2 separate regions of the Sus scrofa genome follow, and region 1 is linked to region 2. A link is a contact called in public Hi-C data. All regions are on one chromosome and are shown on one strand. The core of a region is the stretch at or near the end of the contact, and the rest is flanking DNA. Distances in the headings are between cores, read along the strand shown.

Region 1 (3,064 bases), core at 436-2,935, 130 kb after region 2:
TTCATGGAGAGAGTTTAAGCAGAAGAAAGATGTTGTTTCATTCATATTTAGAAAGATTGTTTCAGGAGCAGAAATGAGGAGGGTGTATTAAAACAGCAAGAGACCAGTTTGCATATTACCAGAGTGATCTGGGAAAGACTTAATGAGGCCCTGAACCAAGTCATTAGCAGTGGAAATAAAGGAGGAAGAGATAGATATGGAAGATGCTTCGGAGGCAGAATCCCCAAGAGATACGTGCAAAGTGTGCAGTAACATAAATAGCCAACGAGGGTTACTGCCCCAAAAGACTTGATGGATGGAGCCAAGCCACGAGGCTCAGCTTGCTTAGCAATTCAACATAAAATATCTAGACAGTATGCAAGGGACCGCTGTAAATGGTACCATATGTGGGGTATCACAAGAGTGATCAATGTGCAGAGGATCTGGCAAGTCAAACAACCTCAGGACAGATGATTAGTACTTGTTTAAAGCTTAACAGAAGAGGACAGCTTGAATTTCTAGTACTTGAGATCAGTTTTTATCACAACCCTGCACAATGCCACACATCATGTGTTGACAGATTTTTGTTAACTCCGACAGCTGACTGTTTTAGAAGACATTTGGCAGCAGGGGGAGGGTCCAGCACAGCAGACCATATAAATACATGAGAAGAACGTAGAAGCCTGTAAATATAAGTCAAGGTGAAAGGTTAGCTATGTTCAAGATGAAAAGTGTTCTGAAAAATAAAACTGCTGCTTGTCCTCGTGTGTTCTTGGTAGAGAATTGCTCAGAGGCAAAAATGACCTGTTTTCATGAAAAAGTAATAATCCAGGTACAGGCAATGCAGCTTCATCCAGGGCCCTGGCAAGGAAGCGGATGCAAAAGTTGAGGAAAGGGTTCCTCTGCCCTAGGGCCAGAGTCCCAAAGTGAAGGCTGCAGACAGGGATTCCATGAAGCTGGTAGGGAAAAGGGAGAATGAAGCAGTGTGTTGTTGATGTTCCCGATGGGCCGGTTTGTGGGCACACGTGAAGCCAGGCTCCTTTGGGATAATCACAAAAATTTGTGGAGGGAACTTTGCCAGGAGGGTGAGTTACAGGAACTTTGAGTTGCCACGGTTGCAACTGAAAAGAACACAAGGTTTTAGCCCACCTTTGTAAGTCCTTCCAAAGAGCATCTCTTTTTTGGTCCTCATTTTCTCTTGAGAGTTCTCCAGCAAAGGAGACAGAAAAATCACTTGACATCAAATTAACCTCTACAGAGTTGCAGGAAATCCCTAGTCAAGTCAGCCTTTTAGAATATTATTTTAGAAAACTATCCCTCATTTTAATCTGATATATTTGCATTTGGGTTACTCCACAGTATTAAAAAAATAATAAGGCTTTCAAGACAACAAACAGTACTAGTTAATGTGGTAGTCAGTCTCCAAGATGACTTCCAAATCATTCTTATCCTGGTATTCACGCCTTTGTGTGGTCGCTTCTCACAATATACCATGGTTGGTCCTTGTGACAAACAGAATACAATGGAAGTGACAGTGTGTGACTTTCAAGTCTATTTTAAATAAAAAACACTGCCACTTCTTCGTCATTTTCTCTTGGATTACTCATGCTGGGGAAACCAGCCATTCTGTCTTGGGGACTTCAAAGCAGCCCTATAGAAAGATTCAAGTGGTGAGGAATTCAAGTCTCCTGCCAACAGACAGAATTAACCTGCCAGCCATCTGAGTAAGCCACCCTAGACAAGGATCTTCCAGCCCTCATCAAGCCTTCTGAAGACAGAAGCTCTGGCCAACATTTTAACTGCAAACTCACAAGAGATTCCAAGCCAGAACCACTCAGCTCAGCTGCTCCTCAATTCCTGACCCTTAGAAATGTTGTGGAACAATAAATTAGTATTATTGCTGCAAGTTTGGAAATAATTTGTAAGCCACAATATTTAACTTATATACTTAATTTATATCCACATGAGCAAGACAACTCACCAAAGTCATCCTCCCCAAACAAAGAGATCAACACCACATGGGCTTTATTGTCCATCTTTGGTCAAAGCAAATTTCCGGCACTAAAGCAAATTGCTGGCAATTTTTAAAGTCAGTCACATTTTTGTCTCCTCTTAGAGACAATAATGTTCAGAAATATTAAGATATAAGTTCAAGATACCCATTTACCCTATAGTACAAAGTCTGCTAAATTAATTTTTTAAAGCAGGCAAAAGATTAGTCTAGACAGTATCAATGGATTAAACCACTGAATTGAATGATCTGACTGGAGAGAGAAGGCCAAAAAAAAATCTGACAGTAACTTGACTTTAGGAAAAGAAAACTATAATAAAATGCTACTATTAAAGAAAAACAGTGCATTTTCTAAAGTGAAATACCTAGAGCAACATAAACACATTCGGAAAGTCTTATTGAAAGCCCAAGGGAAATGCTGGCCTCTACATAAGGTGAGGAGCTTGAATACATTTCAGACTATCTACAATGTTATAAGTATATCGAGATGTTTCAGTTATCACACACATGAAAGATGATAATCAGTACTAAAGACAACTACCCATGTTTTGGAGAATCTGAAGATGAGAGTGTTAAGTTGTCATCATGTGTAACTTTGTATTGTAGTTCATGCTTCATGTATCTGTCTCTTAGTCTAAATTATAAACTCCTAGAAGGTAGGGACTCAGTACCTAGCTCAATCTACCTGCCCGCAGTTAGTGAGTTAATCTGAGTTCCCTAGAAAAAAAAATGAATCTGAAGCAAGACTTTATTGGCAGTTATAATCTGAGAGCAGCAAAAATGAAGGGAAAAACTGAGTGACAGGAGGATGGAAGAAAATGTAAGGTAATTCACTGACCACACTGGCTATTAGTCTATAACAAGCAATAGTTTGACTGATGTTCCCTCTTGGCCATGCAGACATGTCTGGACAGATTATGTGGAAAAAATCTGACTCAGAACAGTCTAGGGGAAAAATGGAGAGGGAATTTGCTAGTTCCATCCTGACTTCTACTTCCCACTGATCAAAGTTTGTTTTATGAGGATTTTATCCCCCTGAACACCTAGGCTGTGGCCCTTTCAGTAACCAACAAG
Region 2 (2,700 bases), core at 19-2,518:
CGGCGTTGCCGTGAGCTGTGGTGTAGGCTGTAGACTCGGCTCGGATCCTGCGTTGCTGTGGCTCTGGCATAGGCTGGTGGCTACAGCTCCGATTAGACCCCCTAGCCTGGGAACCTCCATATGCTGCAGGAGCAGCCCTAGAAAAGGCAAAGAGACCAAAAAAAAAAAAAAAAAAAAAAAAAAAAAAAAAAAACACAGATTGACAATGAACAAATCTTGCCATACCACTCCTTCTTGCTCTCTGTAGCAGTAATGCTAGACTCCTTAGAATCATGGTTTAGAAATTCTGCACTTGAATTTTAGCAAAGGATGTGACAGGTCTTCATGATGGATGAGAGGGGAAATGTGAATTCAATCACAGTACATGAATTTATAATTTGATCAGAGTGATGTTCAATGCCAATATTTTGGAAGCTCTGTCCTTGGCCTGGTTCTAATTTTTGAAGCAATGACTTGAATGAGAGTAGTGATGGCAGCTGATAAAATCCATGGGTGGCATAGAGCTTTAAGGGAATGGCTATTATATTTGGGGGCAAGACCAGGATCCAAAAAGATCTCAGCAGACTAAAAGGAAGGGCAGGTCCAACCTGACTAATATTTAATGGCTCTGCTCTTTGTTGTTGGGTCCTCTGCATTCTCCTTCTAAGGTTAGCAACAAAAACATCATGCCAGTACAGAAGGCTGAATATCAAGTTCAAGAGCACCTGCTTTGGAGTCAGACCTCTTTAGGCAAGTCTCTACTCGTATAAGCTTCAGCCAACCCACAGTATGGACTAAGGATACTTACTACATCACTGGATTGATGTGAGGATTAAATGAGATGCAAAAGATGCAAAGCATTTAGCACATTTCCTTGCCCATAATAAGCACTCAACAGATAATAACTATATATAGCTACACACACACACACACACACGCACACGTGCTCACACACACACAGTGGCTTAGCAGGAGCCTATGTAAAAAAGACTTGTAGTTTTAATTGACTCCAAGTTCAATGTGAGCCAATGATATGATGTGGCCTCCAAAAATAACTGATTCAACTTCAGCTGTCTTTAAAGAGCCATGGCAGGCCAAATATGTGAAACAACAACTCTTGCCAGATTCCGCATGGACAGACCACAATCGAGCCTCATATTCTGATCCCAATATCTTACCATTAGAAAAGGCTTTATAAACTTAAACCTATCCTGCTAGGAAATAAGAGCACTTAAAACCATGGCCTATGAAGAACCAGACTTGTTTAGCCTGGAGGGAAGGCTACTTAAGGGCATCAGGACAGCTGTTTCAAATATTTTTAGGACAGTCACATGGGAGAGGGATAAGTGTGGTTCAATGTGAAGTCAAACTGGCATAAAAAACCTTTCTATATAGGAAATGTCAGGGGCTTGGAAGAGGCACTAATTGACTGAAAGTACAAACAATAATAATTAAATAAGAGGTTTCACTTTACTTTGAAGAAAGCCTAGTTCAGTTCAGCCTTGAGTCATTTGCTCTTTTTTTTTTTTTTTTTTTTTTGATCATTAAGCATGGAGGATCATCTCTCTGAAAAAGCCTTTTCCAGAAATGTTGATTGGCTTTGAAATTAGGTACACACATCATCATTGCACTTTCAGGGGGTGAAAATTAAGTAAAGGAAAGACACTTCAGTAATTTTCCCAGGTTTGAAGGGAGATTAGAATTCACCACTCCATTTTTCTCACTCTTCACACATCTGTCTGCTGAAATCAATGGGTTTTGATACCTCTTCTCTCAATTAGCCACCTTAGAATCATGAACATGGCAATGGTGGGATAACATCCCACCACTCCACCTCCGTTTAAATTGTGTTTATTTGTATACACTTGATTTTCAAAACTAAATGTCCTGGAAAAGGGTTATGAAAGCATTTTGGTAAAGAGATATGCTCTTAGCTACCGTGAAACCCAGAGCAATATATGAGGACTGCAGTTCAAATGTGCATGGTTTCTTGAACACCATCTCAAATTCTCATTTGTGCATTGCTGTGAATACTCTTTCTGTTTTAAAATAAGCTATATTTCTCAAGGAACCAGAATCAAGTGATTTGTATTCCAGTCAAATACAGGGCTTTGATGGAATGGGCTCAGATTTCTCTCACCTGATCACTGCATCTAAATGAGAAAAAATGGAATCCCATTCACAATGCAAATATTATAGAAAACCAGAAATCATTCTGCCTTATAATCAAAACCAGAAAGCTGTTATTGTAGCTCTGCACCATTTCCAGAGACCATTAATTCACTGCAGAAACTCTGTCCTAAAATGAAAGTCTGGGCAGAATGACATTGTTTTTGCTAAAGAATCACTTTGTCTTAGTGGCATCATTTCTAAGGCCAAGGATAAAATTGCTTAACAATAGCTAATTAATTTGAGTACTTCTGTTCTGGACACATATTTGTTTCAGAACAAAAACTTAACTTCGGTCAATACCAGGCAGAAATTAAGTAATTAGGACAATTACTACCCTGACGACATTTATTAGAGATGGGAAATTAGAGTGCTTTCTTGAGTTAATATGATATTTTATAATCACTATGAACTTCTTGAGGTAAATCTAATAGTATGACTATTGATTCTGAAATATTTAAAATATCATTTGAAGTTTCCCTCAGGACTTTTTTAAATTCTTCCACAAAACGTTATTTGGCAGCAACCTTCAAAGGATCCAACAGTGATTTT

The links. Hi-C and Micro-C count contacts between places; a contact is called where the count stands out from the background.
Region 1: a contact with region 2 is called in a Hi-C map of skeletal muscle, with 3 times the contacts expected there. The contact joins two enhancer-like sites. A contact is called at or near these places in 1 of 47 Hi-C or Micro-C datasets (skeletal muscle) and 1 of 2 datasets of contacts at active chromatin or transcription factors (skeletal muscle).

The regions. Positions count from the first base shown.
Region 1 is chr16:49,009,051-49,012,114 of Sscrofa11.1, forward strand. All of the region lies in intron 2 of ZNF366 (zinc finger protein 366), which reads right to left. Among named protein-coding and RNA genes, the nearest start is that of TNPO1, 38 kb to the right of the region's middle. Within about 2 kb of position 1,686, at least 3 of the 83 cell types and tissues checked have an H3K27ac peak or open chromatin away from gene starts, as enhancers often do. A contact at or near this core is called in skeletal muscle, where this site is marked.
Region 2 is chr16:48,880,698-48,883,397 of Sscrofa11.1, forward strand. All of the region lies in intron 2 of ZNF366 (zinc finger protein 366), which reads right to left. Among named protein-coding and RNA genes, the nearest start is that of TNPO1, 170 kb to the right of the region's middle. Within about 2 kb of position 1,269, at least 5 of the 83 cell types and tissues checked have an H3K27ac peak or open chromatin away from gene starts, as enhancers often do. A contact at or near this core is called in skeletal muscle, where this site is marked.